3 separate regions of the Mus musculus genome follow, and regions 2 and 3 are each linked to region 1. The links are chromatin contacts, called in public ChIA-PET and promoter capture Hi-C maps. All regions are on one chromosome and are shown on one strand. The core of a region is the stretch at or near the end of the contact, and the rest is flanking DNA. Distances in the headings are between cores, read along the strand shown.

Evidence for each region. ChIA-PET counts read pairs in DNA pulled down with a chosen protein or histone mark. Capture Hi-C pulls out chosen DNA fragments and counts their contacts.
Region 2: a contact with region 1 is called in an RNA polymerase II ChIA-PET map of memory CD8 T cells, with 143 read pairs. The contact joins the enhancer-like site here to the promoter of Scly in region 1. A contact is called at or near these places in 2 of 39 promoter capture datasets (hippocampal neurons and pre-B cells), 5 of 484 Hi-C or Micro-C datasets (B cells, CD4 T cells, the G1E-ER4 cell line and 2 more), 4 of 115 datasets of contacts at active chromatin or transcription factors (bone marrow-derived macrophages, memory CD8 T cells, pancreatic cancer cells and 1 more) and 2 of 9 other capture datasets (adipose tissue and liver).
Region 3: a promoter capture Hi-C map of liver shows a contact between it and region 1. The contact joins the promoter of Traf3ip1 here to the promoter of Scly in region 1. A contact is called at or near these places in 2 of 39 promoter capture datasets (hematopoietic stem and progenitor cells and pre-B cells), 2 of 484 Hi-C or Micro-C datasets (B cells and nephron progenitors), 2 of 115 datasets of contacts at active chromatin or transcription factors (memory CD8 T cells and pancreatic cancer cells) and 3 of 9 other capture datasets (adipose tissue, liver and pancreatic islet).

The regions. Positions count from the first base shown.
Region 1 is chr1:91,296,218-91,300,622 of GRCm38.p6, reverse strand. It overlaps Scly (selenocysteine lyase), which reads right to left and starts at 2,285. Exons shown (of 12, transcript NM_016717.3): 1 at 2,175-2,285; 2 at 1-95. The coding sequence starts at 2,227. It also overlaps the pseudogene Gm7785.
Region 2 is chr1:91,096,943-91,101,347 of GRCm38.p6, reverse strand. Lrrfip1 (leucine rich repeat (in FLII) interacting protein 1) reads right to left here. Exons shown (of 25, transcript NM_001310732.1): 13 at 736-771; 14 at 38-163. Among named protein-coding and RNA genes, the nearest start is that of Lrrfip1, 46 kb to the right of the region's middle. Within about 2 kb of position 2,232, at least 105 of the 459 cell types and tissues checked have an H3K27ac peak or open chromatin away from gene starts, as enhancers often do. A contact at or near this core is called in B cells, bone marrow-derived macrophages, liver and 2 more, where this site is marked.
Region 3 is chr1:91,492,625-91,497,029 of GRCm38.p6, reverse strand. It overlaps Traf3ip1 (TRAF3 interacting protein 1), which reads right to left and starts at 2,362. Exons shown (of 15, transcript NM_028718.2): 1 at 2,142-2,362. The coding sequence starts at 2,264.

The DNA of each region.
Region 1 (4,405 bases), core at 1,036-3,535:
TGGGGTTTCCCCAGGCTTCCTTCATGGCCTCTGTCACAGCCTGGATGACTTCGGGCTCTAGAGGTGTGGTGGCATTATAGTCCATATAGACCTTCCTGGAAGAGAGAATAGCCTGTAAAGTTTGGGGAGGCAGAGTATAGCAGCAATACTCTTTTGGGGGACCACAGTGAGGGTCTTCTGCATCTAGAGTGAAGGCCCAGGTAGGCTATTAGACCTCAGCTCTCCATGTTCTCCCTCCTGATGGGAGACACCATGGTTTCCAGTCACCCAGTAGCTGCCCCATACAAGATGGCCATAATCTCCCCTAGCATGAGGCTGACTGATGGCTGGAGGCCAGAGATGCGGCCCAACTCCAGGAAGGGAGGGAGGAAGGATCTGCCAATGGCTGGGGAGTCCCACATTCCCCTGGGTAATTTCCCAACAACTTGGAGCCATCTGCCCCTTCCAGTCCTCCAGGAACTGCCTCTAGGAAGGAGCTTTGTACTCATCTTTGCTGGAGGCTTCCCAGGGCTATGGCTGTCCCCTCCCTGGCTTTTACTGGGCAGGTCTCTCCCTGGGGCAACTTGCATTTTCAGTTTTTCTTGCCCCACCCCCACTCTACCTAAACTTTTTAAAGTCTGTGCTTCAGCAGATCTGTTTGGATGAGGCTCCAGGGTTCGATTGGAAACTGTAGGCCGCACGCAGCCTGGCCCTCTTCCTTCCCTCCCTCCCTCCCTGTCTTCCGCTGTGGACCCATTCATCATCTGACCCAAGAGTCACATGCTTAGTGTCCTCTCTAGGGAGCAAGTGATGAGCAGCTCCAGGAACAAGCAGGCTTTGTCTTCCTATGTAGGAACTTCATCCACAGGACACAGAGTTCAAAGCCCCAGAGACCCTCCCTAAGGAGAGTTATCTGCTTGTGTTCTCACCAGGGTCCCAGACCTTCGGAAATCTCTATGGTAGGCAATCGGGCCTGAAAACAGTCATTATTTCACTTGGTTTTACATCAAACCAGTGTTCAAGCCGATGCAGTGGTGAGCCAGCACACACTGCCCAACTATGTCCAGGGGAGCACGGCAGAACAGGCAGGAAGAAGCTTTCATCTCCTATCTTTGCTTTAAGTGCCACGCAGTCACCTGATCTTGCAAGGCTGGGCTTTGTAATGTGGACCTACCTGACCACCCTGGGGCTGGAATTCCCATTGCCGCAGGCTTTGCCTGTGTCCCAAGTCTGTTCCTTCCTAGAAATAAAGAGCCCCCAAAGTGCTGCACACCCATAGGCCTGCCAAGTGACTGGTTTTCCCATCTATAGCTTGGCCGAACTGGTTTATGGTTTGCATTTTATCAGCGATTGACTCTGTTATTAGCGGGCTTCCTAGAGAAAGTGAAACTGCTTAATAAACGTCTGGTATAGGCTCAAGCCACCAGGCTTAGGCCTTTATGAGACAGGTTCTCACTGTGTGATCCAAGCTGGCCTCCAAATCACAATCCTCCTGTCCTCAGTGTTGGGATTATAGGCAAGTTCCACCATATCGGAGAAGGCAGGAGTAGCCTGGACTACATATCGAGGCCTTATGGGGCTGAGGTGGAGGAGGGACCGGGGGTAAAAGAGAAAAGAGAAAGAAGAAAAAAATGAGATGGGGATGGAGAGGGGGCTTCTGGTATAACACATTCCTGGGTGGGAGAAGGCTGAGCCAGGACCTCCGGTTCCTTGCGCGCCAGGGGAGGAGGTCCCACAGCCCAGTGGACAGCAAGAGAAGGCAGGTCTCCCCCACTGTCCTGGTGCTCCTAGGGTTCCCGCCCCAAAGCCCACTTTAAACCTTCGGGTGGTCAAATGGGCCCCAAAGTCCCGTCCCCCCCCCCCGTTCCCCCCCGTCCCACAGCCACGCCATCCTAGACTCTAAGCAGCGGCGATTCTTGTAAAACGCAGATAATCGCGATTCGGCTGCCAGTTCCAACCTCCAGGAAGAGCCCATTCCCTGGGAAGAAGCCCGAAACGCGGGAGGATGATGTGGCCACACTCGGCACAGTTGTCACCCGTGGGCCCCCTTCTGCCCTCAGCTTGGGCGGTAGCCTGTTCTCTCCCGGTTCCTGTGGCCGGACGCTTCTGCGTGTCCCTTCCTCCCGCCTCACCATACACTCACTGAGGTCCCCCAGGTGTCCCTAGGCCCTGCGGGCTCCTTGAAGGGAGCGCACCTGTCGGGTAGGCTCTCCACACTGCCCAGCGCGCCATTTCGCGCCGCGTCCATCCCCCTGATCGCCGGCAGGTCACCCCAAGCCTGAGCGCCCCGAAGTCTCTGAATGGGCGGAGCCTCGGGTCCCGGAGTATCCGCATTGGCTGCGCTTCGCGCTTTGGCCAATCTGTGAGCCGCACGGGCCCTGCCTCCGCCCCTGACTGGTTGATTGGTCATGTGGGGTCAGGTGGCAGTGGGACGGAGCTGGAGACTACCTTAGTAGGGCCACCGCGCTGCCGGTCCTATCTAACCGGTCATCGGCAAAGCGCGCGCCGCTCATGGCGAGTCATCTGGGTGCTCCAGCTACTGGCACCGTGCTCTGGGAGCCCACCTCCCTGGGCTGTCACTAGTGACAGAAGGACCAGTGACTTCACCGGTCGCCGCAAAGTTCATGGAAGTAAAAGTGTTAGGATGCGCGGTGCAATGAGAGGCACCGCAGCAGCCAAGACTGAGCGCCTGGAAGGGTTGGCGGCTAGTGCTCGCTGGACATAGGATACCCCACATCCGCCTTCGCGAATGATTTAATTGCCTGAAATTAGGAAGTTATGTGTTGATACTTTTGAGGCGATCTAGATCAGAGGTGAGCTAAGCAGGGCTGTTAAAATTATGGAAGGTTATAGTCACTAGGCATGCACATGGTGCTCGTATGTAAGTGCAGACAGACGCATAAACAGACTCATACACATAAAAATCTTTTTTTAAACAATTGAAAGGCGTGAAGCAGGACAGTAGTAGTACTGGCCTTTCATCCCAGCCCTCCAGAGGCATAAGCTGGCCAATCTCTGTGAGTTCGAGGCCAGCCTGGTCTACAAAGTGAGTTCTGAACGTGTGTTTTATTTTTTATTTTTCAAGTATAATGCTAACTTTATTGTAAAATGAGATTCTCTGGGTGAAGCATCAGCAACACTAGTCCTGCCTGCCATTATGTGGATGAAAACAGCTAGACTTCTGTCTGTCAGTGAGACAGTAACAAGCACTGGATAGACATTGTAAGAAAACGGTGAACATGGCAACCGCTAATGCAGAGTGAACATTACCCAGCATGAAGTCAGTGAAAAACTGAACATGACTCTCATTGTATGGATTGAAATAAGAAAAAGAATATGGTAATTTTACCCATTACACTTTGTAAAATCAGAGACATGAATTTATAAGCAGTGCCTTTAATAAAGACGGTAATTTAATTTCAAATAAATATATTTGCTTTCTATTCCTTTATCGTGTATTTTATTATGTTTCTAGCTGGCAAAACCCACCCGATTATTGAACTCAGTAATAACCCAATCCATGATGCTCCATCTGTCATACATCTAACTCACTTTACATACACTGCAAGTTCACATAGCATCCCTATAAACTGCTAGAACCTCCCGAGCCCAGTGTGACTGGCCTTTTGGACAAGGCAAGGGAGGGTCCGTCTGAGCATCCTCAGATTCAGCCTGCTCTTCCCACAAGTGCCAACAAGGGGCAGCTCCTAGCTCTCCTGCTCCTCGTAGTGAGCGTAGCCACTGGCATAGGTCCTTCCTAAATTCAAGTTACTGAACAGATCTGATGACTCAGCATTTGAGTCCTTCCCATCTTCTTCCTCTTCATCCTCTGCTTCATCCTCCTCCTCCTCATCATGGTATCCAGTATCTCCATACTTGTCCGACGCATCATACCCTTCTTCTCCTCCAGTCTGCCTGCCAAATTTCAAGGAGCGTGTTGACATGTTAAGATCCTTTGTCTCCTGTGTTTCATGCCCACATTTAGGGCAAGGAGGTTGTTTTCCTTTTTCTTGCTTAAACACTTTGCTCCTTGTATGTTCATCACAGAAACAAGCCTTACAGCGGAGACATGAATGCTGGCCAAGTTGACTGCAGGAAACACATTTAAATGTTTCTGCTTCTAAAACTTGGCAGCTGGCTTGATGCTCAAACTGGTCATCTTCACAGAGAAAATTATGGCAAAACGAACAGCTGAATATTCTTCCTCCATGGTCCCATACCCCTTGCTCACATTCAGGCACAGGCATGGGTGCTAAGACACTTCCTCCCATGGCAAACCCAAGCTTCGCAGAAGTCACATATTGCACCCACCATAACAAGGCCAGTACTGTACACACCAGCATGCTTGATAACACAGTCTGAAGACTTCATCATACACTTTGTTTTCCCACACTGTGCACAAATTGGTAACTTCTGAACAGAATTA
Region 2 (4,405 bases), core at 983-3,482, 200 kb after region 1:
GGGTTCTGTCAAGTCACACGTGAGCCCAGTGTTTTACCTTGATTTCCCTGATGGATGCTTCGGTGTCCATGGAGATGGAGGTATCTCCACTCCCTCTCCGGGAGGAAGTCCCACCCAGAGATGCCAGTGTGGCTGCAGACAGGCTAGGCATGTTACGGGAGCCCTGGAATGGGGTGAAGATCAGATGTGATTAGGTAAAACCAAAATTACCAACGGGTTGAACATCTCAGAACCTTTTCTGTCAATGTTAGCTTCCACAGGTGATCATGTTTGTGTATGAGCATGTGTGTGAGGCACGGTGAGCTAGATGGCCAGCTGCAGTATTGGGGCTACAGGTCCGTGTGAACACACCGGCTTTTTACATGTGGGCTGGGGATTTGAACTCAAGCTGTCACTTTTGTGCAGCAATCACTTTATCCACTGAGCCATTTCTCTGGCCCCAGAGCACCCTTTTTTAAACTCAGTTTCTCTACTGGACTTCTGGCTAGTGATAAAGAGGGTTCATTCGGAGCTGTCTCACTGGTGTCTGGTTAGCCATGAGCTCTTCGCTGTCCCTCATATTTCAACTCATGATGGACTCCTTTGGGGATATAACATCATGTTGTGTGGCCCTCTTAGTAGCCTCTGTCATTCGATTACTTTATTAAGCACCAAGTAACTGGGTTCCTGTCAGCCTCACCCAAGACCATCTCGTTTCACAACTAAGCTAAGGCAGAGGCTTACAGAAATCCTTACCTTCTCAGCAAAGTCTTTGTCTGGTCTTTCTTCTACCTGTGGGGGAAATGGACAGCTGTCAAATATTACAAAGCACTGAATTACAACTCCTATGATCATTTCAAAGACCTGTATTGATCTGGAGATTGATGCTAAAAAACAAAAGAAACACAACAACAACAACAACAACAACAACAATAACAACAACAAAAAGTCCAAACCAACTGCACAAATCAAGAAACGCTAGCTTGTGCTATAATTTAAAAAGTAAAAAGAGAAACTCTTATTAAACTCTGGCTCTCCCCATCTTTCCTGCCTCTCTGGGGCCCTTCCTTCCCTCAGATAGAAGCCTCAGTGGGACTTGGAGCAGTCTAGGAGGCTGAGAGCAGTGTGCATTGGTGCTGGGTCCCAAGGGATGTACACACCTGGGGTAGAGGGTGTCTTGGGGACAGAGGCTGAGTCTGACTTAAGGACTATCCCTTCCTTTGCTCAACATCTACTATGAGACCAAGTTCCATTCCTGGGCCTCTGGGAAGTCAGTCACGCAGGCACCATGCTGAAACACCATCAGAACCTGCTGCCCTCTTAATGCCAAGTTCAGAAGTTCTTAGCTTTGACCCCAAGAGTTTTCACCAAAAGAGGAGTGACACTGCATCTCAGACTCACAGATATGAGTGGCCTGGGACTCTGTGGATACCTGTGCAGGTTTACAATGGTAACCACCATGCTCTGAGGTTACAGAGCACAGACAACATGAATAGCAAGTGAAAATGGTCACCAAACACAAGACCAGTGGGCACCTCCGATGCCCGTTTCTTTTCTAGGTGTGTCCCAAGTCTAACTAGCACATGGCAAGGACTCAGGGGCCCTGCTGCACAGACCAGTGGAGTCACAGCTAGCCACTGCTCATGTGTGGGGTTATTAGCAGGTGTGAAGTTCACACTGGCCTAACTGTACAATCTGGGGATGCTAAGGCAGGCCCCGATTGAGACAGTCATATCTCACTGTCTGCAGAGTTAAAGAGCCCTGCTCCATTTTCCTTGGGGGTGTGCACATGTATGAATGTTCACAACTGTGAACATGTGTATGCATTTACAGAATGGAAGAGCCCTGCTCCCCTCTCCTTGGGTATGTATTCGTGTATGCATGTTCATGTTTGGGAGCACGTGTGTGCATGTGGAGGCCTCAAAAAAAGCCAATAGAGAGAAAAATATAGTTTGTATGTCCCATAGTTTTTTTTTTTTTTAAAGTCTTTGCTCTAACATAGATAGTTAATGCAGAATACGAAAACTTGGGGTGGGGATATAGAGACCATGTGGAGAAAAATCTAAAACTGTGTTCCTGCTCTCAACACAGATACATGAAATGTACCCTTCAGCATATAGTGCATCTAGTTTTGTCTTCAAATTGACAAAGTGCATCTATTTGTCAGCCTTTTTGAAACAGCCAGGGGCCCCAAAGGGCCCCAACAGGTCTGCTATTCCCGCTGGCTCCACTAGATGGCGGTCTAGCCTGGTCTGTCTATGGTTAGGTTGGCCTCAGGTCAGGCCCAGAAAGCAGACAGCTGTACCCTTTTCAGAAAGCCCCAGACACAAAGGGACAGATAAGTAACCCAGACGGAATGCTTCACTCTGAGCATGTCACTGCCCCTCTGAAAATAACAGACAGCACACATTCACGGCTGTTCCGTGACCGGTGTGAAGGCTGCCATGGAGACAAGGCCACCAAAGGTGGCCACAGAAGGGTGGAGCTCAAGGGCTGCTGTTGGCCACAGCAGGCACAAGGGACAAGCAAGTCATAGGACTCTTGTGACCCACTGAGTTGTTCTATCACCATTCCCCAGTTCTCCGCAGTTGAGAGTAATGCCCCACTAACAGGATTCCAGATGGCACAGTCTTTTATCATTGCCACTAAGTGTATTCAAAGACATCTAAAATTTACCAGGCATGGTGGCACATGCCTGTAATTCTAACATGTGAGAGGTTGGGGAAGAAAGGTTTGACTCTGAGGCCATGCTTGGCCCCAGAGCAAGAACTAGTCTCAATTTTCTTCCTCTAAATTTTTTTTTCCTCCTAAAAACAAGTCCCTTCTAAGAAACTTCAATGGGAGCAAAGACTCCTTCCCTTCTAAAACCAAGTCCTCTACAGGAAGACGGTAGCACAGTGAGTCCAGTCCGCACCATCTCAGTGGGTTTCTGATGAGAATCACATGATGACATTTTAAACATCAGCTTGCATGTCACCATTAGAAGGTAGAGAGACCCAAGAAAGAGCTGGGTATGAGAGAACCTAGCCTCATGGTCCCAGCTCCCAGGTGGGCCACAGCAAGACCCTGGAAAGCAAACAGGCTCCCATTGCAACGACCCTCTCAAAACAAGGGACACAGCAAACCCTGCTCAGGGAGCACCGGTTTTAAGGACCAATTCCCTTCGAATGCAGGTAACAGTGGGGCTTACTGTTGGAGTGGGGATTTTTGGTTTTATTGTGTATTATTTATTTGGGGTATGTGTGCATGACATGACACATGTTGGGGAGGGGTCAGAGGGCAACTAGTGGGGCTTGGTCTCCCCTTCTATGTGAGACTTTGGGTTCAGACTCATCAGGCGTGACAGTAAGTACCTTTACCCACTAAGCCATCACACTGGCCCTAATTCTATTTTTAAGACAGAGTTTACGGGATTGAGAGTAGCCTGAGATTCACTGCGTTGCCCAAGGTAGCCTTGAAATCAGGCTTCACCTTTCTCAGCCTCTCTAGTATTGGGATTACCATTATGAGCCACCATACTTGGTGGACCATAGGTTTTAGATCCAATCTCGTACCCATAGGTGCAAGCTTGCTCTCCACCTGGACCCTGCCTTGCCTCTTTAGACAACATGAATCACGGGGGCGGGGGTGGGGGGTGGGGGGGTGGGGGTGTCTTTGTTTTCAAATTCGAATGGGCAGACAGCTAGCTCAGCACTTTTCTATGAGTACACAAGACAGCAAGTCCTGGCTCCACCCGAGACATTCCTGAAGGATGCTTCAGATCTGTGGAAGCTCTCTTGGATTCCAGTGGGCTGTAGGGCTTAGATGAGGAGGATGCCCTAGGTGTCACCTGGCTCTGCTTGGCTGTGGTTCAAGCCTAGATCCTCTAACCCCAGCTTCTGCCTCTCTCCACGCACCTGCCCTCATGGCTCGTGCAGGTGCAACTGATGTTTATGTTATTTATTTGATGAACATCTTCTAGCCCAGTCTGTGTATCCCATGAAGGGCGAGGGCAGGTTTGCATTGCCTAACACTGTTGACTCATGACCAGACTATTCTAGGTGCTCAATTAACATGAGAAAAATATGGGGGGGGGGTGCGCGCGCATGTGTGCACTTCCTACATTTCTTTCTGTGGCTTTCCAACCAAAAGCAACTTGGGAAGGAAAAGCTTTATCTGGCTTGCACCCCCCAGGACACAGTCTGCCATAGAGGGGGCACCAGGGCAGGAACTTGGAGGTAGGAACCATGGCTAGCTTTTTTATAAAACCCAGGACTGTCTAGGGATGGTATCGCCTACAGTAGGCAGCACCCCCTACAGCAATTAAAATCATCTTTTACAGACCAACATGGTAAAGACAATTACTCCATTGAGACTCTGGTTTCAGGTGATTCTAGGCTGTGCTGACAGTTAACACTAATTAGGATGGAAAGGCTAAGTGGAGGTG
Region 3 (4,405 bases), core at 1,113-3,612, 200 kb before region 1:
GGCTTTAAAAACATCAGCAGCAAGACATCCCCATGTGAATGTCACTCCTCTGGGATGGGGCTACAATTACTTTGGCAACATCGTTCTAGTCATTAATTAATCTAGAAGAGTCCATCTCACAACAAACTTCAGGAGAAACATATTGCTGGGCTGGGCTTTTTTTTTAGGAGACAGCTGGCTGGCACACAGACCACCAGAGCATCCCAATCTAACACTCCTGAAACTGACTTTGCTCAGGTTTCCCCAAGACACTGGCAGTTTAAATTGTGAGCAGCAACTGTGACAAGAGACATTTGTGTCTGAATGTCAGCTTAATGAAGAAACAGCTGTAGCTACCTCATGGAAGAGACTTGAATGCAGTATTCAGGGACAGTAAAGAACCTTCAGGGAGGCTCTCTACCTCTGCTCTGAAAAAACTTCCAAGTACATCAACTCTGACAGCCTTCCTTATCAAGGAGGTGACAGCTAATGTACGTACCTTCATACCAAAACAGACCGGCTTCACCACTGGATCCAGTAAAGTCTAAAAGAAAAGCAGCCCTCACTCCTCACCTGTCTACCTGTCAACAGTCATCTCCCACTTCTTTCCTCTTCCCTCCCATAAGCCCCACTCCGTTCCTGAGTGATCTGAGGCTGAGTAGCACTCCCCGTAAGCCATGGGCTGAGGGTACTAACAGAATAAAAACACAGGCCTAGCAGTCTCCACTGTGATAGGCCGGTGCCATGATGCCTGAGTCTTCTTGACTCCTTCACTGTTGAAGAGTGGCAACTGCCTGCTTCCCAGGGCTCTCCACACCACCAGTCCCTTCCTCAGACCTTCCAGGATAGGCTACAAACGCCTCACAGACTGGGAGAGGAGACTACCAGGCGGCAGAGCACCTTGGGATGTGGGTGGATTCCTGAGCATTTCTGGACACATGTAAGATTAACAGACAGGGCCATGTTCCGAGACAGTACCTATTACAAGCTAAGGTAGGAGGGCCAAATGAGTAACGAGAAGGGTAGACTACAGTGCTCAACCTACTGAGACGAGAAAGTCTGAGGGTCAACACTGGGAGAGACCTTGAGCTCTGGACTTCTAAGTCCCAACCATACCCCAAGTTCCACAGCACCTTCTGGAGTACCATGCCCATTCTGTGTACCCCCTGCAGTGACACTCTTGGGGTTACCAAGAGCCCAGACAGACTCCACACAATTGTAACTGTTGTACAATGTTATGTACCTCATCCAATGCAGCTTCCTGGAGACTCACTAACAAATAGAAGACAAGCTCTAAAGAGACATAATGGTAAGTGCTGCAGGTTGGGAGAAGTAAAGTAAGGCAGGTCCCAAGACCTAGTGGGCCTGGGAACCTAACATGGAAGGCACCACTGAATGCTCAGAAGGTCCCAGACAAGGACCTGCACCCTACCCAGGCCTCAAGTATAAGCACAGCCCAATTCCAGAGCCCCAACATACCTCCAGCTCCTAACAGCAACTTGACCCTGAGCCTAGACCCTGTCCCGAGGCTCACACTCAATAAACCGATGTCAGCCCGGGCCTCTACCTCCTCTCAGCCTCACCTTCTGGCTCCAGCACCCTAACCCACAGACCTAGACTCTGACCCGGGCCTTCTATCTCCACCCAAACCACTAGACCAGCACCCGCTACTCTACCCTGACTCCAACTGGAACCTAACCCTGACCCTCACCTGGACCTGGACCTGCACCTCCACCCCTCAACGCACTCTCAATCCAATCAGCACTCGGAGCCACACAGACCTTACCATTGACCCTGATCCTCACCTTCATCTGAGACTAATCCTCATTTCGACCCAAACCCTGATTGGCATCCTACAACGCCCCTCACACTACCCGGTCCCTCAACGCGATCCTCACGCTACCTGGTCACTCGCCTTGATCCGGCCCTAATTCTGACTCTCACCCCGAAACGAATCCTACTCAGACGCGCATCCTACCTCGACTCTCACCCTACCCGGACCCTCACTCCGACACTCGCTCGGTCCCGCACTTAACCATAACCTTCAACACCGTTACCCCAACCCTCAACCCGTCCCGCCACTACCCGGACCCTTAACCCGTTCCGCACTCTACCCCTACCCTCACCCCACCTCAACCTGACGCGCACCAGCCCGCGCCTACCTCGGTGATGATGTCGTGCAGGTAGCGGAACGGTGGCTTGTTGAGCAGCTTCTCGGTGAGCGGCGGCCTCCGGATCACCTTGCCCAGAGCCTCCTGCGTCCGCCGCACCACTGCGGCGTTCATGGCGCTGCCGCCCGCGACCGCTCGCGCCCCTCCTCGCGCGCCGCGCCTCTGCCCGGTGCCCCGAGATGCCCGCCGTCCCGGCGCGCCGGTCTCCCATCCCACAGTGCACCGCAGCTCGCCACCGCGCTTGCGCGTGCCACCAGCACCCGGTCTCTAGGGCCGCGCGGCCTTGGCAACGGACGCGCGCCCGGCCCCGCCCATCCCCTCCGGCCTCTCTAGCTGCTCTGGAGGACACACGCGCTCCGCCTCTGTGGCTGCTTGAACCTGAGCCTGCTCCGCCAACCCGGCGCACCATAGGGCGCTGCACAGCACTGCCCAGAGACCTGGCATTCTGAGTGAGAAAAGAGCGACCATTTGATATTTCTAAGGAGAGCATTTACAGTAACACCCACCAGGAAAATAACACTTCACATAAACTTGGAAAAGGACTTGACTCCTTTCATCCCTTCATTCCTGTTCCCTGCCCAGCATCCCCTGCCTTAGGTAATCTTTAAGATGGTGCCAAGGGGAAGGGTTGTGTCCTTCCACATTTTCTGTGCTCTTGGTTCACCAGAGCGGGCACAAAACTGTGAAGGAGCTAGGCCCTTAGGCTAGGATGCTGCAGCTTTCTGCTACACACACACACACACACACACACACACACACACTTACTTCCCACCTCACCCTCACCACCACCCGAGGCTATGCAGGAGATGCTTCTACTGGATCAGGTGTTGCTGCTGTGCCTGAGGTCTGGAGCTCCTCTGCCCAAACTGGCAGAACCCCAACTAGAACATTGCCCCTGATCTCTCTACCATGGCTACACCCCGAGAGCCAGAATCTTCTTTAAGAGCCCTCTCACTCTGAGCCCCAGCTGGAGTTGGTCTCTGGGGGAGTTCAGAGAGCAGAATTCAGAGAGCAGAAGTCCTGTCTCTAAACACCGCCCCTAAGAACATACCCACCTAGCTCCTACCCTAGAAAGTTCACTCTGAGCAGAATCGTGATGTAGGTGTGGAATGAAAGCTGGAGCCAGCAACTGGCTTGTTTGTGATGCTGGACCAGGTGGTAGGAACTCAGGGTTTTACTTGGAAGATACCTCTGACCTTGGGAATTCTACTGAGGACCTGGAGCCTATGCCATACAACAAAGCGAAGATGATGCTTTATCCTCTCACAGCTTGTGGAGGAGGGCAGAACAGTAAGTGGATCCAAGAACACACACACACACACACACACACACACACACACACACACACACACACGAAGGCCAGAGTACAGTTTTGGCTGCCTTTAGGAGGGCTAACCAACCAGAAGATCTTCAGTCTATCTGGGTATCAAAGTTTTTTAGAAGATCCAGGACAGCAAGTATTGTCAACCAACCCTCTGGGGACTGACCTAGGGGAGGTAACTTTGAAGAGTATAGTTCTATCTTCCAGAGTCTCACCCCTGCCTTTGGTTCAGCCTACCCACCCCCATACTGAAGAAAGACATTCTTCAGTGGACAACATTCTGGTCACCAACGAAGCGGGTCCCAGAAGATATAAGCAATTCCTGGCTTCAAGAAAGATATCTGGAACCCAGACCTCCCCAGAGGAAGGATGCAGAGGCCAGCATGGAGCCATCAGTCTTGGGGGGCAGTCAGCAGAGTAGGGGCTACTAGCCTACATCACCCCCTGAGATGAGGGAGAGAGCAGGAAAGAGTCATTCACAGAAGAAGGTAGCTGAGTAAGAATGGAAAGAGGTTTCTAACTCAAAAGCCCGGCAGGGGAGGCTTTCAACGTGAACAGTTTCTGAGTGAATGAAGGGAATAAGGATGGTTGTGACTCACCCCAGGAAACAGAAGCCACAAAGCAAAGTGGCTTCCAGGCCCTACCTCCCCCAATTGAGAGGCAAACATTCCCAGAGACAAAGACCTGAGGATGCTGAACCTCACATCTGCTGAGAGCCCAGGATGTGGGTCAGGCTTAGCCAAGGGCCTGGATTTAGGTAGCAGGGAAGGAAGCAGGAGTCATGCAGAGATGATAAACCTATCTACTATCTGTCTGCTCATCCACTCCATCTGAATTTCAGATAAAACAGTTTACCATACATTTATAGCAGATAGGTTTTTTTTTTCATTCTTTTATTTGAAATTCAAAACTGAATACCCTGCAGCTTTTGTTC